Regions from separate parts of the Sus scrofa genome. Here region 1 is linked to region 2. Evidence: chromatin contacts called from public Hi-C data. All regions are on one chromosome and are shown on one strand. The core of a region is the stretch at or near the end of the contact, and the rest is flanking DNA. Distances in the headings are between cores, read along the strand shown. Region 1 overlaps TKT (transketolase). Region 2 holds the start of FAM198A (protein FAM198A).

Evidence for each region. A called contact is a pair of places that touch in the nucleus more often than the background predicts.
Region 1: a contact with region 2 is called in a Hi-C map of subcutaneous adipose tissue, with 12 times the contacts expected there. The contact joins the enhancer-like site here to the promoter of FAM198A in region 2. A contact is called at or near these places in 6 of 47 Hi-C or Micro-C datasets (embryonic fibroblasts, liver, mesenteric adipose tissue and 3 more).

What each region holds. Positions count from the first base shown.
Region 1 is chr13:35,359,068-35,365,648 of Sscrofa11.1, forward strand. TKT (transketolase) reads right to left here. Exons shown (of 14, transcript NM_001112681.1): 2 at 4,001-4,118; 3 at 3,124-3,237; 4 at 2,106-2,203. Among named protein-coding and RNA genes, the nearest start is that of TKT, 15 kb to the right of the region's middle. Within about 2 kb of position 5,179, at least 36 of the 83 cell types and tissues checked have an H3K27ac peak or open chromatin away from gene starts, as enhancers often do. A contact at or near this core is called in liver, mesenteric adipose tissue, omental adipose tissue and 2 more, where this site is marked.
Region 2 is chr13:26,412,274-26,418,150 of Sscrofa11.1, forward strand. FAM198A (protein FAM198A) reads left to right here and starts at 3,364. Exons shown (of 8, transcript XM_013981528.2): 1 at 3,364-3,769. The coding sequence starts at 3,767.

The DNA.
Region 1 (6,581 bases), core at 3,929-6,428, 8.9 Mb after region 2:
GAGTGAGTGCTACAAATGCCCAGACTAAGGTATCATGAAGAGAAGAGATGCTAACATTTGTCTGCTGGGATAGGGGTTGGGAAACCACCTCAAATATCCAATAAGAGCCTATCTAAACATGCTACAGCTTCCTCATAAGACGGAACAGTAGGCAGCCATTAAAACTAGCTCTTCACAGTGTGAGAAAATGGTTCACGATGTTCGGATTTTTCTAAAAAGCATAGGTAAAATTGCCTAAAAACTTAGGATTATACATACATACACAATAACATGGAAGAAATAATGGCAGAGGGTGGGGGTGCTTAAGAGTAAGGAAAAGGGTTTGTATCGTTTTAATGCATTCCCATATTTCAGGTGAGCAGGCGTTTTTATAATTAAAAAAAATGATTTGAAAGAGAAATGGAGAAGTTCCTGTCATAGTGGAAAGGAACCCATCTAGGAACCACGAGGTTGCAGGTTCAACCCCTGGCCTCACTCAGTGGGTTAAGGATTCGTTGTTGCCGTGAGCTGTGGTGTAGGTTGCAGACACAGCTCGGATCCCGCATTGCTATAGCTCTGGCATAGGCCGGCAACTACAGCTCCGATTAGACCCCTAGCCTGGGAATCTCCATATGCTGCAGGTGTGGCCCTAAAAAGCAAAGAAAAAAAAAGAGAGAGAGAGAGAATTGGAAGAGCCAGTTTGATGTGTGCTCCCTGGTTGATGGCTGGAGACTGGATCTGCTCTCTCAGGACTACCTCTGGCAGCTGACGCAGCCTGATAACTCCCTCAACTGCGAGGAACAGCCAAGACCTGAGCCTTAGCCAACCCCTGCTAAACCTTGTTCCTACACAGGCCTGTTCGATTACGTTCGGGTCAGGAAATGACCCTTCACAAGGAATTACTTCAAGCAACTGTAGGGAATAATTAACTCACAGCTCTGGTTCTGTGCCAAATAAAATACTCTTAAACATACATCCCATTCTTTGTGATTTCCTTCACTTCATGATGACAAACTTCTGGATGTAGCTGAGCCTGGCCCCAGAGCCCAGCCAGGGATGAAGGCCAATGCTCTGACATAGGCTGTGAGCCTGGAAGACTGCAGAGGCCCACTCATCTTCTGGAGAGCTGTCTCAGGGCCCACCCCCCCTGCACACAGTAGGTGCTCACTGGGGTGGAGCATCCAGTTAGGCTCCCTGCAGCCACATGTCCTCAGTGGCCCCTAAGACCACCCTGGCCACAGCCACCTATTGGTCAGGCTCCCTCGGTCTCTCCTCTAGGCATCTTCCCAGCCATAGGGCTCCCTGTGCTCCCCTTGAACCCCTTGGGGCAGCCTGGGGACTCTGGATGTGTGCCCTGGGTTCAAACCTTGCCTCCGACACTAGACAAGCATCTTCCCCCAGCCCCCCCATCTGTGAGAGGGGTAACTGTATGCATGTCACCACTTAGTCCGTAGGGGCCTTATCAAGGTGAAACCCTATCAAGAAACCACCTGATCAGTGCTTTTCTTGATAAGCCTATAGCCAACCCCCCCCCTCATCCCGCAACAGAGACCTGTCTGCAGGCCACAGTGAATAGCCGTGTAGCCAAACTGCCTCGAGAGAGGCCTCCCCCAGACTGCCCAGTGCTGGAGCAGCAAACCTCTCTGCACAGGCTGCTCCATAGCCACGCTTTCCAGTGTCTGTTTCTTTCCTGGTTGATAGGAGGGGCTCAGGGAGACCTAAAACCAGAACAAGTGAGTACCTCGGGCCTGGGCTCATGGGACTCGGGCCTTGAAAGGTGGCGCCTTTTGAGACTTCCAGGGTCCAGATGCTTGGCTTGGGGACAACATGGAAACTCCTGAACCAGAGCATTCTGGCCAGAGAGCACATGGCTTGGATGCAAACTTGGCCCTGCTGGTCCCTATCTGGGGACTCTGGGCAAATCCCTTCCCTCTTTTGAGCTGTTTCCTCATCTGCAAAGGGGGCTGGTCCTGGTACCAGCCTCAGGCCAAAAATGCTCTCAAATATTACTCCGTTTCTACTCAGCCCCCAGGCACGAGGAGGTACTTGGGGGAGGTGGGTAAGACTGGGCCACCAGGACCCCTCCCCAATTCATCACAGGTGGGGACGGGGAGGGGAAGTATTACCTGGCTTTGTCGAAGTATTTGCCTGTGTAGGCCATCCCACAAGCGGCCCCAAGGCCCTGGCCCAGGGATCCGGTGGCCACATCAGTGAAAGCTTGTTTCTGTCAGGACAGAGAGCCACAGTTAGGCACAGGCAGTGCTTCTCAGAACCACCTGCTAGGATCCTGGCCCAGGGGGCATATAGCCACACCCCACCCGGGATGGGGAAGGGTGCAGACAGGTCTGCAGAAGGCACAGTATGACTTCCACTCCCCTACAGCAGTAATCGTGGGCCTGGCTCAAACACCAGCTCTGCCCACCAGCGAGCTGCGAGGCCTATGGTCACTGCATCTCTCTGGGCCCCAGTTCCCTCATCTGTAAACAAAGCCCACATTATCCACCTTACAGTGGTTCAGAGACCTCAAGACAAAACTGATTATTTGGCCCTGGTGGGTGCCCAAATGGGGTGTGACTGTTTTCATGGTAACCCAGGAACGTAGGGTGCAGGAATTAGCACCCCAGGGCCCTTCCCTTGGTGTCCCAGAATCCTGCTGCAACCACCTTAGAGACTCGTGGTGAACCTCGAGTCCCAAGCTGTGTCTAATTGGCCAGGGAGCCCAGTGGGAAAGGGAAGCTGGTGTTTGGTGTTTGAGGAGAGGCCCTGTCTACAGTCGACCCAGGGAGCCCTGGGCTGGGGTCTTAAAGGCCTCACACTTCATCACAAACGCTGGCGACCACAGCCACAGCCACAGCAACACAGGATCTGGGCCACATCTGCGACCTACACCACAGCTCACGGTAACGCCAGATCCTTAACCCACTGAGCAGGGCCAGGGATCAAACCCACAACCTCGTGGTTCCTAGTCGGGTTCATTTCCGCTGTGCCACAACAGGAACTCCATTTCTTCCTCACTTTAATACCCTCCTCTGCCCTCTAACACCCTCAGCTCCTCAGCGGGTGCCCTGCCCTCTTTCTCACACGCCTTGAGAAACAGGAAGTGGAGGCAGAGGCCTGGCGAGGCTCCTGGTGGGGCGAGCTTACCGGGACAGGGTGCCCATCCAGGTCAGAGCTGATCTTCCTCAGGTTCAGCAGCTCTGCCTCTGGCAGGAAGCCGGCTTCAGCCCACACGGAATACAGGATAGGTGCTGCGTGGCCCTGTGGGGGATGGGTGGCGGGGAGGAAGGGTCAGATAGGGAACTGTTCCCACCCTATGGCAAACCTGGGGGGCCTGGCAGAGCCTGCCAGCCAAGGGATGGTTTTCAGGGAAAGAAGCAAGTGAAGGCCACTTTCCCTCCTTTCATCCCAAGCTTCCCAAAGCCAAGGCCGAGCAAAAGCCCTAGGACAGGTGCAGCGGGAGTACAGCTGTGCGGCTGCCGAGGCCAAAACCCCAGCAGGCAGCCGGCTGCCCTAATCCCTGGTTTCTGGCATGTGAGACGACTTGGACAGACTTCTAAGCTCCCATGCTTACACCGAGAGACCAGAGGCCACAGAGCCCGGCCTCACTGCAGGTGGATTTCGGGGGTTTGTGGCTGCGGCTCTCATGGGGGAGGGTCAGGGCACCCCATCCCCAACCCTGCTGCAGAAAGCACAGCAGGGAGCAGGAGCAGCCTGGGTCCCAGCACAGCAGACACATGCAGAACCACAAAGCTACTATACCCCAGGCCTGGACTCCACTCCTGTCAACACCAAAAGTGAGTGGGACACCCAGACCACTTCCATTGTCCTCTGCTAATTCAGTCCTTTCTTCCTTAACTGGGTTAAGTCTACCAGCTGAGTCAGGCCAGAGCGGGCCATGGAAGGAGAAAGGGAGCCTGGGTGGGGAAGGGTGGGGAAGGGCTGGGCTTATACTCGGGAGACAGGGCCCCAGGGCCCATGTGACCCCCAACCCCAGGTGAAGGTCGGCGTGCTGGCCTCTTACCTTGGAGAGCACAAAGCGGTCATTGTGAGGGTTCCGGGGATCCTGGGCCTTGTAGCGCATGGTGTGGAAAAAGAGGACAGCCATGATCTCGGCAGCACTGCAGCATGACGTTGGGTGGCTGTGGCCCAGGAGAGAGAGGGACAAATGCATTAGAGACCCCGACTCCTGACCTACGGGGCTCACCCCAGGCCTGCGGACAGGCACCTGGGGGTGCAGGTCCCAAGGAGTCACAGGCCTGGCTTGTCAGAGAGCCATGTGCTCCTGCCATGTGGAGGGTGGCACAGGGTCTCAGTGCTGGCAGCACGAGGGATGCACCCTCCCAGGGACCCCCAGAGTCAGGGTAACTCAAGAACTCTGGGCTGGACCAGAGTAAGAAAGGAAGAGGGGTCCACGAGACTGTGGTGGCCGCTCTGTGACCTGTGAACTAAGTCCTCGGTGGGACTGCGCAGGATTCGCCCACCTGTCGGGACAACTCACTCTCCCAGGGCTGGTAGGGGGAAAGCTGGGGCTTTGGGATCTCCAAGAACAGGGGCTGCTCATCAGCCTTTCAAAGGGCATTTGGAGAGAGAGGGTGTAGCCAGCAGAAACCATGCTTTTGTACAGAATTGAGAAGGCAAAGCAATTTCTTATCCTCTCCACAGCCTAAAATCATGAAGAAATAAAACTTCCTTCTTCCTGAGACCAGGGCTGGGGTAGAGCTGACAGCAGCAAAAGCCTGCCCTTCCAGGCCTGCAGTGGTGAGGACAAGTCCCCGCCGCCTCCCCTTTTAGGTTCTTGTTTTAGTCACTGCAGTTTTTGAATGGCTCCTTGGCAAAGGACTTAACCAGAGAAAGTATCAGGATTATGTCTGAGGGGTGAGACTTATTCAGGTTTCTTAGGACCCACTTGTTCGATCCAGTCCCAGTCCCAGGAGGCTGGGGTTCCTGGCAGGACTTAAGAGTAATTCCTGAAAGCCTCTGGTCCATGGTTTGGTGACTCTTAGTTTCGTCAGCCTCAGGGCACGTGCCTCCCAGCCACCCCATCCATGCAGCTCAGCGCAGCCCTGATGCTGCTCCGAGACCCTTCACACTATGACATGCCCACTGCCAAATCCAAGGGCACATGCACCATCTGGACTCCACGCGGGCCTCCCTCCCCCTGCCAGCTGGCTCCCCGCCCCGGTTAGGGGTGAGTCACTCTCAGAGCAGACGCATTAGTAGAGAAATCCGGAACTGTCCATGCGGGTTTAGTACCCTCAGCCCCAGCACACAGGCTTATACTTAACCATTTCTACGAACTCCTGGTCATGGGGAAAGACACTAGACCTGAAAGAGGGAGGTGAGGAAATGTAAACGAGAAACTTTTTCCCGCTGGGCAGGATCCCAACTCCCTTGACCCTAGCGGAGAGTTCAGCCAGGGGACATTCCCATCAACACCGGCCAGGCTGACCTCCTGCCCTTCCCATCTAAGGACAGCCCTGGCCCTGAGGAACCTGGTTCCAAAAGGCATGACCTTGTTAGGAGAACCGTGGGGGAAGGGGATGGGTGGACAGCAGGCCACACTGCTCCCAGAGGAAGAAGGCAGCCAGGCACAGGACAGGGCTCCGTTGGCCCTGCCTACCTGGTGAGACTCCTGGGAAGGGGCTTCAGGGAGAAGCGGCCCTGACACGAGTACCTGGTGCATGTGCCAGAGACACGCTGTGGCCCGAGCAGAGCACATGTGGAGGAGGTCGGTCAGCCAGGAAGAGACACCAGAAGTTGAAAACTAGTTACTTTGACTCCTTCCTTGTGAGGCCCATGTTGGGTGAGCCTACAATGTTTATTTCTTCCACAGCCTGCATCTTGGACACACTGTTGGCCCTAACTTCATATCCGCTAAATAAAAAAACACAGAATAAGGGATCCTGAGGGATGAGATGTCCGCCCCACCCCACCCCACCCCAGGGCTTCCAGGGAACCCCTCTGTGAGGTGTCCCAGGCTGGGATGGGGACCAGCAGGGCTGTGGCACTTTACCAAGTGTTTCACCTCCCTGAGGCTCAGCTTCCTCACTTGTAAATGGGATGCTGTGTGGAGGCATCCAGGAGTCCCCAACACAATGCATTTAAAGTGCCCAGCTCGCCATCAGCCCCTACCAGCTGCCTCACCCCTCAGTACCCCCAACTCTTAATGTGCAGCTGGAACACTGACCCCTGCTGACCATGGGGCAGGCAGGAGGGAAGAAATGAACTGAGAGAGCTCCAATCAATAAAATTAGAAATGAAAAGGAGAAGTTACAATGGATACCAGAGAAATACAAAGGATCATAACAGACTACTACAAGCAACCATACGCCAATAAAGCAGACGACCTAGAAGAAATGGATAAATTCTTAGAAAAGTACAATCTTCCAAGGCTAAACCAAGACAAAAGAGAAAACATGAACAGACCAATCATAAGAACTGAAATTGAAACTATGATTAAAAAACTTCCAACAGGAGTTCCCGTCGTGGCACAGTGGTTAACGAATCCGACTAGGAACCATGAAGTTGCAGGTTCAGTCCCTGCCCTTGCTCAGTGGGTTAACGATCCGGCGTTGCTGTGAGCTGTGGTGTAGGTTGCAAAT
Region 2 (5,877 bases), core at 2,114-4,613:
ACATGGGAGCCAAACACAAGGAGTTGCTTGTTTAGCTCAGCAGTTCTCAGTCTGGAATTAACTGTGCTTTATAATTAACTGTGCTTAAAAAATGGACAAGTTCTTGGAGCGTTCTTGTGGCATAGTGGGTTAAGGATCTGGAGCTGTCACTGCAGCGGCTCAGATTGCTGCTGTGGTGCAGTTTTGTTTTTCTTCTTTTTAGGGCCGCACCCAGGGCATATGGAGGTTCCCAGGCTAGGGGTTGAATTGGAGCTACAGCTGCTGGCCTACCCCACAGCTGCAGCAACACAGGATCCGAGCCGTGTGAGCGACCTACATCACAGCTCAGGCAACGCTGGATCCTTAATCCATTGAGCGAGGCCAGGGATCGAACCTGAAACCTCATGGTTATTAGTTGGATTCGTTTCTACTGCACCACAACGGGAACTCCTGTGGTGCAGTTTTGATCCCTGTCCTGAGAATTTCCATATATTGTGGTTGCAGCCAAAAAAGAAAAAAGAAAGATTCTCAAGCATTGGAAATTTGATTCATTAAGTCTGGGATGGAACCAGACATGGAACCATATTAAACAGTGGGCCAGTTGGGGAGCTGCCTGGGGTACTCATTTATAAGGAGCCCTAAAATGTCTTTAGAGCAAATTGGAAATTTAACTCCTTAGAAATGGTGAAGATAGAGAGATTCACTCCGTGATGAAGTGGGAAGCACTCTTTGGTGGAAATAGTAAAATATTCCTCACCAACATCAGCCAATCTCAGTTGATATTTCCCACATGCAACATCCACTGTGTAACCTGTGTAACCAGAAGCCCTACCGGTGTCCTCGGCCCAACCTCCAAGTAGCCAAATTCTCTAAGTAAATACTGCATGAAATGCTGTTTCCTAGAAAGGAGGGCATTTATTGGTTATCTAAATTTAATATATTCAGAGCTGGAAGGAATCAGTGTCAACTAGGAGTTAGTAAAGAAAGGGAAGGCAAGAGTCTAGGCAGAATCTTGTGAAAGGCAGGTGGAGTGATCCCAGATCCTAGAGTGTCCTCAGCTAAGCAGTTTATCTGCTTCCGCACTTGTGGTCATTCCTGGACACTGACGACTCACATTCCTTCTGGGTTTTAAAAGTGGCAGTTGTTCATTTATGAATGGAGTCCCTACACTAACCATCTGGGTACTTGATCCTTTGCAGAGCAGAATATCAGTTGGACAGAATGGCTGAGCTTGGGATTGGGCTTCAGAATGTAGAGTTTTGACTCCTTGTTCATGTATGACATTTCACTTGTTTGGGCCAGGTCCTGGAGCAGCTTTTCTCAAGTGTGTCCCCTGAGTCCTGAGAGCTGACTTCTCTGAGAGTTTTCTATCTAGTAAACCTGGGAAAAACTGGGCACTCTCCTCCTATCTCAGGAAACCTCAACATCTATTACCTTCAAAGGCTCTGGCAGGTCTGACTGCCAAAAAAAAAAAAAAAATCTGTGTTCAGTGTTCTCAAAGTTGACCAACAGAATCCTGCATATAAAATTCCTTTTCTAGGAGTTCCCATTATGGCCCAATGGGTTAAGAACCTGTCTTTGTGAGGATGTGGGTTTGATCCCTGGCCTCACTCAGTGGATTAGGGATTTGGGGTTGCTGCAGGCTGTGGTGTAGGTTGGCATAGGTTACAGATGTGGCTTGGATCTGCCATTGCTGTGACTGTGGCTGTGACTGGCAGCTGCAGCTCTGATTCGACCCTAGCCCAGAGAATCTTCATAAGCCATAGGTGTGGCCCTAAAATGAAAAAACAAAACAAAACAAAAAAACTTTTCTATATAGCAGACGCATTCTGCTAAAGACCACAAAACTCTTTGAAAACATTAAAGAACTGTCTCTATTCTACTCTCCATAGTTTTTCAAACTGTACTCATTAGTGGATTTTAGAGAAATATAATGATTAGAGAACACCATTAAAAATAATTAAGATGGGGTAGAATAGAAAATATTGGAGTGCATCACATGTGATAACAATTGCTAAAACTTTGTTACATTTATGTGTATGTGTGTATGTGTGTACATAGGATGTACATCTTACATAGGTTGCAGTTAGAAAAGGAGACTCTCCCCAAATGGCTGGACCAAACACAAAAAAGTCTGTACTGTCTGTCCCACTCCCTTTTGCTTTATGTTCCTCAGTCAGCGCTCAAATTCCCAGTCCTCCTCATCCTCCCTAAGCACAAACTAGAGTTTTCAGCACTGCATCCTATGTCCTGTTCCTGACTTATAGATTTCTTCCTCTCTCTTACCTGCTCTAGCAAATAGACTTTGGTTTGTGAAACTACTTACTATCTGGCCTCAGGGAAGTCACTTCAGCTACCTAATCTTCAGTTTCCTTATTTGAAAAATGGTGGTAATAAATTTTCTGTCTTAGGATTGCTTGTAATGATGAAATGCAATGACCTATGGAAAGCATCTGGAACATAATAAGGACCGAAAAAATCCTTTGAATCTGTTGTATCCCCACTACACACACACACACACACACACACACACACACACACACACACACACACTTTAAGGAGATCCTCTTAAGAAGCAATGTTAGTAGTGACATCCTCAAAGCATTCGGCAGCAGGGGACTGCTGGGAAGATACCAGCTTCTGTCCATCTAACAATGGTTCTTACTAGTTTCAGTCTTGGAGGGTAATATTTCAGCTTGGCTCCCAGATTCTCTCAGAGCCCTACTGCTGACTCTGTCCCCACCTCCACCTTCCTTTCTACAGGCTGTTAAGAATCCTGAGATTCAAACATTGGGCTACTTGGGGACACTGATCTAAAAGAGGTCCAGGCCCTGGTGGAAGGTGGCTCAGCTGTTAACAGAGAGACCAGCCTCCAATTCCAGGGCTTTGGATTCCAAGCCCGGTCCTGTCTCCAACACGGAGCATGCAGATCTTTAGGTCCTGCCTGGCCTGTGCCACAGCGCTGGGAGATTACCCAGGGAGTGTAAGGTGCTGTCTGTGCATCCATATCAGGTGCTTACTCCTGCGACCTAAACACTGATTAGTTCTCAAGGAGAGAAGCTGTTCAGTGTTAATGACCTTAAGTGGTCAACAGACTTTCCTTCCAAATCGCGCTTGATGACTGGGCTCAAACAAGGCTGTGAGGCTCCAGTAAAATTGTCTTTCAGAGGCTTTGCAGGGGAAAGTGATAGTTTTGCGACCCTCCGCAGGAACCCCGGGGTTTCCGCCGTTCCAGAGCCCCGGACTCCTTGGAGGCGAGATCGTGGCGATGCACAGTCTCGCTGCCCAGCTTTGGTTTTTCACCCAGCGGCAGGCGGGGCCGTTCCTTTCTAGCACCTGGGTTCCTGCTCGAGGCGGCTGAGGCTGCCTGAACCCCGGGTAGGGCTTTTATTGTGAAAGGAGCTCCCCCCTCCCGTGCTTTCGGGAAAGTGGGGAGGCTGGGCCGGGATGCTCGGCAGGGACTTTGCAAACTCTGCAAACGTCCTCAGCCGATTACAGAGGCTCGAGGCTGTGGGAGGGGTCCCGCAGAACGGCAGATTCTCGCAGCCCCAGAGACCCCCCCATTTGCATTCGCCTATAGACCTCTACCAACCCCACCGCAGAGCATCCCACCGCTCATCTCTCTCGTCTGGGAGTTGGCCGTTAGGAAGCTGTGGCCCCTCGGTCCGGGAAACCCAGGTCCAGGGAAGCCGGGAGAATCGTGGCGCTAGGAGCAGCCTGGGGCGGCAGGATGAGCTGGCGAGTAGGCTGAGCGCCCCGAGGAGCCAATCCAGCCACCGCGGGGGACATGGTAGGAATCGCAGGAGGGGAAGCTCAGGCAGGCGGGTGGGCACCCAGACAGGTGGCGGCAAGCAGCGCACCCGCCCTGCACGACCTCCCTGAGCCAGAATTGTTCCCAGAAAGTAGCAGGGGGGCGGGGACTTAGGAAGGGGGCAGTTGGCTTTTCTGCTTCCCTTGGCTGGGGGAGGACTGTAATAAGGCAGCTTTCCTTTTGGACCCGCACTCCCTGGCTGCACTGTAACCCTCTGGCAGTGCTGCAACGACTCCATCTAATCCACAGTGTTGGGGAGGAGAGGATTCCACGGGCACTCAGGGCAGCCAGTGATGGGTGAGATGATTTTGAAGTTTCTTTCTATCTTTGAAAAAATGCACGTGAATTTTATATTCTATCATAGCCATATTTTAATATTAAGAAGTAATGCCTTGCATTTATTACCATAGAATTATGTTGGCCCTGGTAAGGTTCCAATGCCTGGCTCCCAGTGTCCCATCTCCCTCTGCCTCCTGGGACCCTAGGGCTGGTATGGGGGTGGAGGACTGCCTGGGGCATGATTCATGGAGCCAGGGACCCTGTGAAGGGTTGGCTCTTCCATTGATAAAGCTCACAGACACCAACAAGCAGGAAGGATAGACTTTTTGGGGGTATGATCCAGGCAGTGTAGCTAAAACACACGTGTAGCCTCTGGAAAGGGACTTACCTCAGCACTGGCTGCTGATCAGCTCTGCTTCCAGGTAGAAGCTACCTACAGCCCCTACCCCCACCCCCTCCTGCAGTTCACTGTCCTTCCCTGGGGGGTATCACCCACCAGGATAAGTTTGAACTCTGAAGGGACTCAGAGGGGTTCTCCTATTTGCTTCTTTGGACAGCCCCCCACCCCACTTCAAGATCACACAGAGCAGATTGGAGCTCACTGTACTTTCTAAGGAATTTAGCTTTGGGCCTGGTTTTGAGACAGGCACCCAGGATTCCCCTGATGGGCAGTCTCTGGGAGGTGAGCTCCCTGTTTGCCAGGTATCTGGGCAGTGTCTGTACCAGAGGTGGAAGGCCACTGACCAGAAGCTGGGGGCTCAGGGAAGGGGACCCATGAGGCTAGGGGGGATGCTGTTTCACTTTATCCCTGCATAGCACCCCTTCCCCCAACCCTCAGAGTTTTTGTTTTTTGTTTTTTGTTTTTTCCCCCTCAAAGCTGCTAAGGAGAAATTAATAATGGAATCTTAAGGTTGGAAAAGGGCAGTGATTAGAGGTACAGGGCATGAAAAATCAGCAGATATTTTACCCCAAAACTCCCTTTTCAGGGCCAGAATGTCTCCAGAAGAGAGTATAGGCCAAGGCCACCCACTCAGGGCTGTTACTGTTGTGCAGGAGTCTCCTGTCCACGGCAGAACCTCTCAGGTCTCCTCTGGCTTCTGCTTGGGCAGCCTTTGGGTGCCACATTGATGTGATTGCTCCATGCCAGGGTGGGCTTCTTTTTTTAAATTATTTTTTTAACTCAATGAATTTTATAACATTTATAGTTGTACAGTGATCATGACAACCCAATTTTATAGCATTTCTGTCGCAAGCCCCCAGCCCATCCCCCACCTCCAACCTGTCTCCTTTGGAAACCATAAGTCTTTGAAAGTCTGGTCTGCAAAGAATTTCATTGTGTCCTTTTTATAGATTCCACATATAAGTAATAGCATATAACATTGATGTCTCACTATCTAACTTCACTTAGGATGATAATTTCTGGGTCCATTCATGTTGATGCAAATGACATTATTTCTTTCCTTTTTGTAGCTGAGTAATATTCCATTGTGTGTATGTACCACATCTTCTTGATCCACTCCTCCATCAATGGACATTTAGGTTGTTTCCACATCTTGGTTATTGTGTATAGTGCTGCAGTGAACAATGGGGTACGTGGATCTTTTCGAGACATGGTTTCCTCTGGATAGATGCCCAGGAGTGGGAGGGTGGGCTTCTTTTTCCTGTGAGCCAGCAGGCTCCTGGCTTTTCATCCTCAGTTCTGGGGTATGTTAGGAAGAGGACTTGAGGTAGGATTTTGCTGTGTCCAGGTCCACATGCCAGAGAAAGGGGCATATTGGGCACCCCCTGGCAGCAAAATGGCCTTGGAG